Linked DNA regions of Sus scrofa: regions 2 and 3 are each linked to region 1. A link is a contact called in public targeted proximity ligation data. All regions are on one chromosome and are shown on one strand. The core of a region is the stretch at or near the end of the contact, and the rest is flanking DNA. Distances in the headings are between cores, read along the strand shown.

The links.
Region 2: a targeted proximity ligation map of skeletal muscle shows a contact between it and region 1, with 9 times the contacts expected there. A contact is called at or near these places in 16 of 47 Hi-C or Micro-C datasets (alveolar macrophages, embryonic fibroblasts, fetal heart ventricle and 9 more) and 1 of 2 datasets of targeted methods (skeletal muscle).
Region 3: a contact with region 1 is called in a targeted proximity ligation map of skeletal muscle. A contact is called at or near these places in 7 of 47 Hi-C or Micro-C datasets (embryonic fibroblasts, fetal heart ventricle, fetal skeletal muscle and 3 more) and 1 of 2 datasets of targeted methods (skeletal muscle).

The regions. Positions count from the first base shown.
Region 1 is chr4:65,588,216-65,592,491 of Sscrofa11.1, forward strand. SLCO5A1 (solute carrier organic anion transporter family member 5A1) reads left to right here. Exons shown (of 11, transcript XM_005663031.3): 11 at 1-900. Among named protein-coding and RNA genes, the nearest start is that of SLCO5A1, 150 kb to the left of the region's middle.
Region 2 is chr4:65,375,766-65,380,041 of Sscrofa11.1, forward strand. No RefSeq gene overlaps it. Among named protein-coding and RNA genes, the nearest start is that of SLCO5A1, 61 kb to the right of the region's middle.
Region 3 is chr4:65,437,251-65,441,526 of Sscrofa11.1, forward strand. SLCO5A1 (solute carrier organic anion transporter family member 5A1) reads left to right here and starts at 1,971. Exons shown (of 11, transcript XM_005663031.3): 1 at 1,971-2,198; 2 at 3,883-4,276.

The sequences.
Region 1 (4,276 bases), core at 1,321-3,820:
AGGGACTGCATGTGCTTTGCTTTTGGAAATCTGGAGAACTTCTCAGAAAACAAGCTCTCATTACTCTCATTACTACAGTTAATCCATGAACTTAACACTGCAAAAATGAAGAGTGTGGGGGGGAATACTTTTTTTATGGAAAACCCAGCGCTTTTGATATTTATTTTAACAAGAAAAATCAGATGCTAAAAATAATTTCAGAGAGAGGCGAAAACTGTTTCAGATAGACTTTTCTTATTTCTTCTCCAAAAAAAACAAAACAAAACAAAAAACCTTACACCCATGTACCTTGTTTTTAATATTGAAGTTTGGAAGGTGTTGTCTTTTTCTGGTATTCTGCTATTACAGATGAAAATCAAAGGAGAAGATATTATTGATAACTAAAGTAATGCCAGGGATGTATTAAACCAAAGGGGTGAACAAAAGAAGTTTAAAGTTTGTATGTAGAAATGAAAAACAAGGACAATTGGTAAAACTTTATAGTGGGCATTTTTCTTCAAATACATACCTCTCCCCCAAATATTCATTTAGAAGCATCAAACTGGCAGGTCAGCCTCTAACTCCTTAGTTACAGGAAGTGTAATACTGTGTCAAATAAACTGGCATTAGGATCCTAGTGGAGTGTGTGTCCAGCGTGTGTGTTTTTGTTTGTCTAGGTGTGCTTGCGATGAAAGGCTGTTTTGAGTTCTTGAGCAAAGGGAGTTTGATTTTGTGGTTTTTAAAATGACTATTTATTCGAAGACCTCTTAGGGTCATTGAAAAGATGTATAATTTCCTGTGTTCAATGAAATCTATTGTCAATGTACTAATAAACCTTGGTTTACAACATCTGGAATACTTGATTATTGAAAATTCAGAAAAGAGGTAAAAGAAAAAAGAATAAAGTGTGTTGGATTGAAATTAGTTTGTTTCTTAGGATTTTTGTTCTTGGAAGGGATGAAATAATGATGCCAATGTTTTCTCCCTCTATAAAGACCCAGTGTTTGTTTGGTTTTTTTTAAGTTATTGTATTGCTTTTTATTGTGTAAAATTGTTTCATTGATTTATGTCATCAAGAAAGAGGGTGGAGTTCCTGTGGTGGCGCAGTGGAAACGAATCCTGCCAGGAACCAAGAGGTTGCCGGTTTGACACCTGGCTTCGTTCAGTGGGTCAAGGATCTGGCATTGCTGTGGCTGTGGTGTAGGTTGGCGGCTACAGCTCCAATTAGACCCCTAGCCTGGGAACCTCCATATGCTTTGGGTACAGCCCTAAAAAGACAAAAAGAAAGAGGGTTACCAGTAGAGTGCTTTGATGGGATTAAATGGGCTTAACTTACTCTGGAAAATGGTAGTAATGAACTCTTTATGTAACTGATAACTCTGCCTCAAAACCAAATGTCCAATGTAAGAACTATTAGGATTATAGTTTTAGGAACCTGCAGTACCGCATTTTCCATTGAGTCATCAAAGACAGTAATTTTAACTATTTCACTACTTACCTATTTCAATTCAAATAGAATTTGGGGTTGCAGAATTATGCGCCTTGAATGTGGTTGGCATTATTCAGGATAGGCTACGTTATACGTATGGAACATGCCAACCTCCAAATCTCAGTGGCTTCATAGCACAGAGGTTTATTTCTCATTTACAGAATATGTCTCTATGGGTCGTTTCCAGAGAGCCCCTCAGAAACCCTGTCTGACAAAGACTTCCCCATTTTGAGGTCGCATCATTTAGAACTTTAAGGGTTGCTGAGGCCAGGAAAGGAAGGGCCCAGAGAAAGGCAAAGGGACTTGGCTCTTTCTCAGCCCTGAAGGGACACATGTCACATTGCATTAGTCTGAACTAGTACCACGTCCTTGCTTAAGTGCTGGGATCCTGGCAGTGTTGGGGAACATATGGCAGCCCTTTGATGGGTATTATTCTTTGCCACACAGTTGACCATGATCAGGTAAGGATATTCCTTTTGTCTTTTTTTTTTTTTTTTTTTTTTTTGTCTTTTTGCTGTTGTTGTTGCTATTTCTTGGGCCGCTCCCGTGGCATATGGAGGTTCCCAGGCTAGGGGTTGAATCGGAGCTGTAGCCACCGGCCTACGCCAGAGCCACAGCAACACGGGATCCGAGCCGCGTCTGCAACCTACACCACAGCTCACGGCAACACTGGATCCTTAACCCACTGAGCAAGGGCAGGGACCGAACCCGCAACCTCATGGTTCCTAGTCGGATTCGTTAACCACTGCGCCACGACGGGAACTCCAAGTAAGGATATTCCTAAAGGAGTCCAACTCATTTTTCTAAAAACTGGTAAATCGAGGGCAATTCTCAAGCATAAAAAGTAATTTCCAAAGGAGTACATATCAAAGCTTGGTCAGCACAGCTGTTAAACGCTCTCTTTCCTTAATCTCTACTAGATAATAAGCGAATCATTGCTCAAGGGGCCCAGGAGGTGGCTTGAGACTGGAGGAAGAACTTGTGATCGGACAAGAAAAAGTCCTGGATGTTGAGGTCTTGTCTTATGTCCAGCAGAGTTCTCTAAGTAAACTGGCATCTAAAACTTTTAGGTGAGAGGCGGAAGGAGCTAAAGGAGCCATGGAAATAACAGCATGACTCATAGACTGAAGTGCAAAGTGGTTATATTTAGACTCCAGCCTCAAGCACCCTAGGTGGAAAGCAGGGCAATTGATTTCCATTTCTCACTCCAGCCCGCCCTTGCACACCTAAACTAAAAGGTCACAGTGGCCCAAGATGCATGGACTATTGGAGGGAGCGTTTGCATCTGTGCTGACTTTCTTTTCCTCCCTGGCTTGGTTCATTTATCTAGGGAGCCATTTATGCAAAGAGCAAATAATAACCCCTGCCCAATTCTACCACCTTCTCTTCAATGACATGTGGAATTTAAGCAAAAGGGTTTCTCTTGAATCTCTTCAATACCCACACTTTCAAGGGAGAGGCAGAGCCATTCTGGATACTATGCTGTTTGAAATACACAAACGAGAGAACCGTTTCTCTTTAAGAAATGAAGGGAGGAGTTCCCGTCGTGGCGCAGTGGTTAACGAATCTGACTAGGAACCATGAGGTTGCGGGTTCGGTCCCTGCCCTTGCTCAGTGGGTTGACGATCCGGTGTTGCCGTGAGCTGTGGTGTAGGTTGCAGATATGACTCGGATCCTGCATTGCTGTGGCTCTGGCGTGGGCCAGTGGCTGCAGCTCTGATTAGACCCCTAGCCTGGGAACCTCCATATGCTGCGGGAGCGGCCCAAGAAATGGCAAAAAGACAAAAAAAAAAAAAAAAAAAAAAAAAAGAAAAGAAATGAAGGGAGCAGAAAGGTTATGAATGTGGCCACTCATCTTCCTTGCTTCGTCCCAGACTTGGTAAAACCTCAGCATTTTAAAAGCTGTTAAAAAGCATCCAGTGCCTTTCTTTTTCTTGAAATTGCCATCTGGGCAGAGATGGCCTCTGTAGCTTCAGGGTATGGGAGCCAAAAACGTTCTTTAATTGCACAGGGTCATTGGAAAGCAAAGAGATCAATATTCAGTGCTCACTCTTGAATTTAAATGTCAAAGTTTGATGCATTTCCAACTCATAACACTGATATAAATCAGTAGAAGGCCAAGATATTCTTTGGCCTGCTGGAATGGCCAAGATCCTAGGCACTGAAAAAGAATGAGTCTGCTATGGATCAAGTTGTTCTAGGTGTTTTCTTGTTGAAATGGTTGTACTGCTGCCCTTTTTTTTTGTTTTTTGTTTTTGCATTTTAGGGCTGCCCCCGCAGCATAGGCTAGGGGTCTAATTGGAGCTGTAGCCGCTGGCCTACACCAGAACCACAGCAACGCCAGATTCAAGTTATCTCTGTGACCTACACCACAGCTCGTGGCAATGCCAGATCCTTAACCCACTGAGTGAGGCCAGGGATCGAACCTGCAACCTTATGGTTCTTAATTGGATTCATTTCCGCTGCGCCGTGACGGGAACCTCCCTCCTACCTTTTTTTTTTCCTTTTTTTTTTTTTTTTTTTTTTGATTTTAGAAATCCGCTTTGCCAGGGCCCAAGTCCTGGCACCTGGCAAAGAGGTCTTTAGTTGCGCTAGAGTGACACCTAGTGGCCATTATGGGAAACACATGCTCTGCTAATCTCGGCCCTTACGGTTCCTCCTGGGTTTGAGTTCCTAATACCTATTAGGGTGGCAAGGTTGATGACATCGCCTCTTCTGCTGACACCTATTAGTGGTTGGCTTGGTTCCCCTCTAGCTCTGGGTCTCCTGTGCTGTGTAGGCTGGGAGGTGCAGTAATGTAGGGGAAGA
Region 2 (4,276 bases), core at 871-3,370, 210 kb before region 1:
AAAAATCCTAGATATTCATTTCAGGTCACCTAAAAATTATTATTACTAGTAGTCAAAAAAGGCTGCTAACCAGCGGTTTTGCAGAGGGAAAAGTTGCACCTAAGAGGAACGGAGGAGGCAGTGTGCTTCGGGGCTATGTCATTGGAACCATCTTAAACAGAACTTCCTTTCTTCCTCAAAGCCCACCGTTTTCCAAGGCTTTTCTCCTTTGAGAAAACATTATCTTTTAGTAAAATACAATTACTAGGAGTGTTACACTTGAGAGAGGCAGAACGGAGTAATGGGAACAACAACACCGGCTTTTGACTTTGCAGACTCAGGCTCAGATCCTGACCATGAGGATATTTAACGTGTGACCACTGCTCTCGATTTCTTCATCTGAGAAAAGTCATGTATAATAAGAATAATAGGAGTTCCCATTGTGGCGCAGCAGAAACGGAATCTGACTAGTATCCATGAGGATGTGGGTTCGATCCTTGGCCTTGCTCAGTGGGTTGGGAATTTGGTGTTGGGGTGAGCTGTGGTGTAGGTCACAGACTCGGCTTAGATCCTGTGTTGCTATGGCTGTGATGTAGGCTGGCAGCTGTAGCTCTGATTTGACCTCTAGCCTGGGAAGCTCCATGTGCCACAGGTGCAGCCCTAAAAAAAATAAAAAAATAAAAATAATATTATCTGGGATCTGGCATTGCCATGAGCTGTGGTGTAGACCACAGATGCTGCTCAGATCCCGTGTTGCTGTGGTTCTGGTGTAGGCTGGTGGCTACAGCTCTAATTGGACCCTATCCTGGGAACCTCCATGTGCCGCGGGTGTGGCCCTAAAAAGACAAAAAGACCAATAATAATAATAATACTACCTGATGTGGTTGTCAGAAGGATTTCTTTTTTTTCTTTCTTTCTTTTTTTTCCCTTTACGGCCGCACTTGCAGCATATGGAGGTTCCCAGGTTATGGGTTGAATCGGAGTAGCAGCTGCCTGCCTACACCACAGCCACAGCAATGCAGGATACAAGCTGTGTCTGCAACATACACCACAGCTCATGGCAACGCCAGATCCTTAACCCACTGAGGGAGGCCAGGGATGGAACCAGCAACCTCATGGTTCCTAGTCGGAGTCATTTCCGCTGTGCCACAACTGGAACTCCTGTCGTGAGGATTAAAGACACACAAGGTCTAGTATCAAGTTCTCCAAGGCCAACTGCAATGATTTTTAATAGTCCTTGCCTCAGAGGGTTTTTTTTTTTTTTTTTTTTTTTTTTTTTGGTGTGTGTGTGTGGCTACACTCATGACATGTGGAAGTTCCTGTGCCAGGGATCAAACCCATGCCCTGGCAGTGACTTGAACCACTGTGGTGACAATGCTGGAACTTTAACCCACTGTGCCACAAAGGAACCCAAGAGGGCATTTTATTTGTTTTCTTTTTTTCTTTTTTAGGGTTACACCTGAAACATATGGGAGTTCTCAGGCTAGGGGTAAAATTGGAGCTGCAGCTGCTGGTCTATACCACAGCCACAGCCCTATCAGATCTGAGCCACATCTGTGACCCACACAGCAGCTTGTGGCAATGCTGGATCCTTAACTCACTGAGCAAGGCCAGGGATTAAACCCGCATCCTCATTGATACTAGTTGGATTTGTTACCTCTGAGCCACAACGGGAACTCCAAACTTTCCTTTTCTATCACCTACTTGTGCCTTGCTGATTTGCAGAATACAGTGATTTGTATTTTTGTCTAATCTCCACTTTCAGACTCTAAACTCATTGTGGACAGAGACTGGGTTTACACCTTCCAAGTCTCCACAGCATGTGGCATCTTGCTTGCTCATAAAAGACACTTAAATTGAGCTTATTGAGTGAATGTCTTAAGGTTCAGAATCAAACTATGATAGGACATACCAGGGAAAATTATTAATAAAATAGGTCTTAATTGCTGGAAATATTTTACCAATGTTTGCTGACTGTTTTAAGGGTTGCGGGAGCCCCACGAATTCCACTCCTCCCCCGTCTTTGTAAACACACTTTTCAATTCCTCCAGGTTACCCTAAGCGCCTTCTATACAGCAATTCTGACGGGCCACGAGTCTGTGCTCTGGATTTCCCCAAAAAGTAGAGCGCTTTGCTGTTCTTTCTACCTATGCCCTCGCGCCCTCTGCTGGAAATGCCTAGAAGTGATTCTCAAAACTGCTGGAACTGGCACTTTCTCCCGGATTTGCTGGGAAAGATGATCTTTCCCCCCCTTAATTTTGGGGAAAGATGAATAGTTTCACTTCTTTATTTTTCCTCATCTCTTTCCTCAGCCAGTACTGAACTCCTTCCTGGAGGCGAGCACTTCCGTTCGTGGAGTGGTCCTGAGTTTCCTCCAGCTGTTCTGTCCTTTTGCAGAGCCCAGCTCAGGGTTCCCATGGAGCGGAGCTCTCTGACCCGACTCGGGGTGAAATGACACCGGGCAGACCATCCCGCTCTTCGGAAGGGCACCTGGGAACTCTGAATTCACTGAACCCAAATCAATGTAGTGCATTCTAATCCACTTAAGAAGGCATTGCGTTTTCTAGCAGCCCCCAGGAAGGGGAACGTGTGGTGGGACAGAAGAAACGCGGTGGAGAAAAACGCAGGTTAGCCAACCACCAAGCTGTGCTAACATGTGCGAGGTGGGGTGTCAGACCTGCTTCTTAGCCACTGCATTGGCTGTGAGTGGAACTTGAGACCCTCTTTCGAACTGTTGAAAATACAAAGATCAAGTCTGCAAATGTTAAGGGTTTACTGTCACTGTATCTAAAAATAAACTGATGGAGTTCCCATAGTGGCGCGGAACCGAATCCGACTAGGAACCATAAGGTTTCGGGTTCCATTTCTGGCCTCGCTCAGTGGGTTAAGGATCCGGCGTTGCCGTGAGCTGTGGTGTAGGTCGCAGATGCGGCTCCGATAGGGTGTTGCTGTGGCTGTGGTGTAGGCTGGTGGCTACAGCTCCGATTGGACCCCTAGCCTGGGATCCTCCATATGCCTGTGGGTACGGCCCTAAAAAGGACAAAAAGACAAAAACAAACAAACAAACTGACAACTGAGGACAAGTAAAACCATTCCCTGGGCTGAAACCAAAGATAAATTTCTACTGTCTTGTAGACGACATCGTATTATGCCATGAACAACATCCTCAGCAACATTCTTGCAATAAATGTGAGTGCCCTATAGATATATCTATTAAGATTCCTTCACTATAGGCTGAGGGCTCACTACCAAAGCACAATTCATTAGAGGTAATTTGAGGATGGGTTAGGACAGTGTTTGGTATATAGGAAGAGTTGGGTCCAAAATACACACCAGGACGAAGAACATTCTGGCAAACTGGCAAGTCACTGGCATTTGCCTGAGTACATTTTCTTCCACAGAACACTTTCCAAGTTGGTTGTGGATACTATTTTCAGCTGTGGATTATCCTCTGTCGGAGCTGTTAAATGATCATGATTATTTCCTAATACTCAGCAAAAATCCCACCGCACCAAAGTTAAGGAACACAGACCCTTCCTGCCCTTGGGCAGAATGTTAGATTATTTAAAGTGAGATTTAGAAGGTGAAGAGAAGAACCCATGATCTGCAACACAGTGCAGAAGACCCGTTAGTCACTGCTTTAACAACTCCCAGCTATTGCATGACATCTCTTCTCTGTCAGTTTTCATCATTTGTGCTATTATATATTATATGACGGTGAGCAAAACACAGGGAAGGTCAAATTGATTTAGTCCAGACAAGGTCATTTGTCCAGGCTCATCTTTTCAAAAATTATCAGTGGCCAAGAGTTTTCTTATGGAATAGTAGGTGAAGAATCTGGCATTGTCAGGTTACTGCTGTGGTGTGTTTGATCCCTGGTCTGGTCTTTCTGTATGTGGCCAACAAATAAACAAACAAAAAAGAGTGATAGTTCTTTCCTCTTTATTATTATTATTTTTGGCTTTTTTTTTTTTTTTTAAGGCTGCACCTGCAGCATATGGAGATTCCCAGGCTAGGGGTCCAATTGGAGAGATAGCTGCCAGCCTACGCCACAGCCACAGCAACACCACATCCGAGCCGTGTCTGTGACCTACTCCACAGCTCATGACAATTCTGGATCCTTAACCCACTGAGCAAGGCCAGGGATCCAACCTGCAACCTCATGGTTCCTAGTCAGATTTGATTCCGCTGCACACAATGGGAACTTCTCTTTCCTCTTTAAAAGTGGTAAAAAAAAAAAAAAAAAAAAAAAGGTGACCAGGAGTTCCCATTGTGGTGCTTTGGAAATGAATCTGAC
Region 3 (4,276 bases), core at 721-3,220, 150 kb before region 1:
CCTGGGGAATCAAGTATTAGGGAGCACAGACTTTTTATTATCCAGAGACTAGCTCACTGCCTTTACTCAGTTACTAAATCTCTCTACACTCCCCTCATTGGGCTTGTAAAGTGGACGCAGCGCTCTCACTGGATGAGGCCAGGGGCCCCTGAATGGCTGTGGCATGGCAGCAAAGGCCAGCATAGTCACTGATCATTGCTGAACCACTCCCTTCCCTCACTGGCCCACTCGGAATCAAGAAAGTATTTCCATTCTTTTATTTGGTGTGGTGGGCACCTGCCATATCCCAGGGACCAGAGCAAGTTCTGGGGCCCAAAGATGAACAGGACAGAATCTCTGTCAAAGTTGGACAGTGTCTTCCTACTTGCTGAAGCTAATGGACTCTTTTCAGTCATCATCCTATTTGGCTTCTTGGCAGCCTGCGATGCATCCGAACACTCCTCTATTTTTTTTTTTTTTTTGGCTTTTTGTTTTGAACACTCTCTTGTTCAAGTTTCCTTTGGCTTTAGTGACACTTGTTCTTTTCTGATTCTTCACAGATCTCTCTGACCATTGCTTGTAATCTTCCTTCTTAGCTGTTTTCCTCTACAGTTCCTTTTTTTTTTTTTTTTTTTTTTTTTGCCTTTTTAGGGCTGCACCTGCGGCATATGGAGGTTTCCAGGCTAGGGGTTGAATCAGAGCTGCAGCTGCCAGCCTACACCATAGCCACAGCCACTTGGGATCCAAGCCGCTTCTGTGACCTACACCACAGTTCACTGCAATGCCAAATCCTTAACCCACTGAGCAAGGCCAGTAATTGAACTTGCGTCTCATGGATACTATTCAGCTTCATTACCGCTGAGCCACAATGGGAACTCCCTTCCTCTCCAGCTCTTAGATGGTGATGTCCCCAGGGCTCTGTCCTTAGCCCACCTCTCCTCAGATCTCCTGCATGATCTTCCTTATTCACCTCATGCTGCTTTCGGGCTGATGTCTCCTAATCCATGTCCCTAATCCCAACTGCCTGTGTGGCATATGTCCAACTGTGTATGGGACATGTAACAGTCAGATGCCCCAAAGGCATTTCAAAGTCAACACATCTGGAGGGAAAAATATCTCTCCCCTAAGCGCAAGTTCCTCTTCCTGTGTTTTTCTTTTCATTAACCCAGTTACCCAAGTGTCAAACTTGAGAGACATCCTACATTGGCCCATTTTCTCAGCCTCCAGATTACATCGGCTTCCAAGTCTGGCCACTTCTACTGGGTTAGTGTTTTCAAGCAGTTCCCTCTCCTCCATGCCCTAGCTACTGCCCAGTCATATTTTGCTCAGAGATCACCTCTCAACTTGTCTCCATACCCTCCGTGCAGCCTCCACTCATCTACCACTGCCAGGACCAGCTTTCTGGTGAGCAAATCAGCAGGTCATTGGCTCTTCAGGACCAACAGCACAGGACAGATGAAGCCCGTGCTGACCTTTCCTATTCTGCCACTCTTGCTGTCCAGTCCTTTGCCCCACCCTAGCAATCATCATCCTGTGAACCATCTGCTTATTTCCTTGCAGAACCGGGGCCAGGCCCCTGGCCCTTTGCACATGCCTTTTCCTTCTGCCTGGAAGTGAAGGTCTAATTGGTTAACAATGGACGTTAAGTTCTCCAGTATCACCCTGCATAGAATTTACCGCGTTGTTTTAGGCTACTTACAGGGGGTATTTCTTTCACCGGAAGGAGGTTTCACAGTCCAGAGATTCTTGTCCTGTTCCTCTTTGGTCTCCAGAAACTGCTATAGTCCCTGGGATATGGTGGGTGCCCACCTCGAGGAATAAGAACGGAAATGCTTTCTATATTTCGAGTGGGCTCTTTGCCTCGTCAGCTGACTTTTCTGGAGTCCTGAACCCTCAGGCTCCTCGCCCTCCCCTGCCTCTCAGGTGAAGGGCAGCCGGGTGGCTCTCTGCCTTCCGGCTGGGCAGGGCGGCTGCCCGCGCGCCTGCGCCCTCTGCTGCTCCGCTCCGGGCGCGTCTGTGCGTCTGGGTCTGTTTGGAGAGGCTTGGGTGACAGGCGAGGGGTGGGGGGAAGAGTTCAGCTTGACTCACAGTCTCATTCACTGATTTCGCCCGCTGGACCGAGGCTGCCTCCCCAGGCGGTTCCTAACTACCCTCGCACCTCCGAGGTCCCCACTGCCGCCTCTCCACTTTCAGCGACGGACCGACCGGCCGACTCTCGAGTGAGTAGCGGCGGCTCATGCGCCCGGCAGCGCTGCAAGCTGTCGCCGGAGGTCCTGTCTGTCTTCCTGCGGGCCGTGCTTGTGTGTACGCGCGCGCGCGCGCGCGTGTGTGTGTGTGCGCTCGCGCGCGCAAGGGGAGTCCCTGGGGTCCCACGCCATCTCCGAGAGCCCCCTGCCGGGGTCCGTGTGTTCTCCCGAGGCTGCGCTGCGGTGCGGGCGCCCGCCCGGCAGGGGCTCCAACGCCCCCGGCGCGGGCAGCGAGTTTGCCGGGATTCCCTGGCTCCGCGCACGGCCGCGGGTGGGGTTTCCCGGGAAGACGCCTGGGCAAGGAGGCGGCGGGAAAGCCCCGGCTGTGAGCGGCTGGCAGGCGGGGAATCTGGGAGCGGGTCTGGCACAGAAGCGCCGAGGGAGACGCCGGAGCGGCGCCCCGGAATCCCAGCCTCTCCGCCTTTCTCCCTTACCCTTCCTCCTTTCTTTTCTAGCAGCATCACAAAAGCGCGCCGCAGAATGAAACCCAAGGCAGCGAAGTCCTGCTCTCCTCTCCCACCTGGTGCACATTCCCACCCCCTACCCGCGGCTGGAGGAATGGAGTGGGAGTCCCCGAGATTAGGGAAACAGGTTTACCCCGGGGACACACCTGTTTCCCGCCCGCGCTGAAATCAAGCTGGGTGCCGGATCGCACGAAGGGTTCCGATGCAGAAACGCCGGGGTGTATGTGTGTGTGTGGTGTGCGTGTGTGCGTGTGTGTGCGCGCCCGCGCGCACCCGGAGCCCACGCTGTTGGGGTGCGCTCGATGTAAATAGCACACTTCCCCGCCGTCCGGCGTGTGCCAAACCAGCTCTGTGAGCTCCCGGGGCGCTGTGACAGCGCGTCGGCATCTCTTTGTTTGGTTGTGGCTTCCCTACCTCTCCGCAAAGCAAATTGATTTTCGGTTTCGCTTGACACCGCGCGCAGGGACTTCGTGTGGGCCGCAGCCTCGAATGCCCCTGGTATTTGTAATTGAATAGTTGTCTCTGCCGGCTGGGGGCAGGGGTGTTATTTTTAGTGTTGGGAATAAAGAAGCAAGCACGTTGACCTTTTTGCCGCCGCCTTGGGCCTTGAATACATGTCTCTGGTTGATAGAGAAGAGGAATTCACATCCAGTCGCGCACACGTGCCTGGGCACAAGTGTGTACACACATTTCTACGCACGTAGCTTTCTTTTCCTTTTCTTTTTAAAAGTCAGTACTGGGGATGCATTGTCTTTGGAAAAAAAAAACTTTCCTTTGTTCTTTTGGGCTTTTTCTATTTTGAGTAAGGGAGTAGGAGTACCAAAAGGTTGCAATTAGTTCACTCGAATAAAAGACACTGCCTCTGAGTCAGAACTGCCAGGTTGATAATTATTAACATATAAAAGCAGATGAGCTGTTTAAGGCAAAAGGGGCGGGGAGGGGGCTGGTCCACCGTAGACAATGAGGGAGGGTCTTTGCCGACCGCCTGCTGCTTATTGTTCGGGCACTAGAGGCTGCAGCCTGCAACCGCCTCCTCCTCCAGGGCTTCGCTTCTCATTTGTCCCTCTGTCCCACTTGGGACCGTCCGAGTCCCCCAGCGCCCAGCGTTGTTCCCCTTCCTCCTGCCGGGGGTGCCGGGACGCCGGCCCCAGCCGCAGCTGCCTTTCGCTGACCGCCTTCTCTCTGCTTTGCAGGTTGGCAGCTTTGCGCCCGAGGGTTTCGCGAGCAGAGGCGGCGAGGACAGGGCGTCTCTGGCCCAGTCAGCCAGGAAGCATGCGGTTCGGGCAGCAGCGCTAAGCGCCCCCACGCTGGGCACGGGGCGTACGAGCTCCGCGCGGCTAGCAGAGCGGCGGCGGTGGAGGGGATGCACCCGGGACGCGCCAGGCTCCTGCCGCGAGCTACCAACCCGAGGTGGACCCTAAGTAGGGCTCATCGCAGGACCGCGCAGACCCCTGCCCTCCGGGGCACGCGGCTGCGGAGCCTCGGGGACGTGTCTGCGGTCAGGATGCCCTGGGCACCTCTCAGCTGGTGAGGATGTCCTGCTGCGCGGCTCTGCATCCACAGCCCCAGACCCTGGTGAACACGACT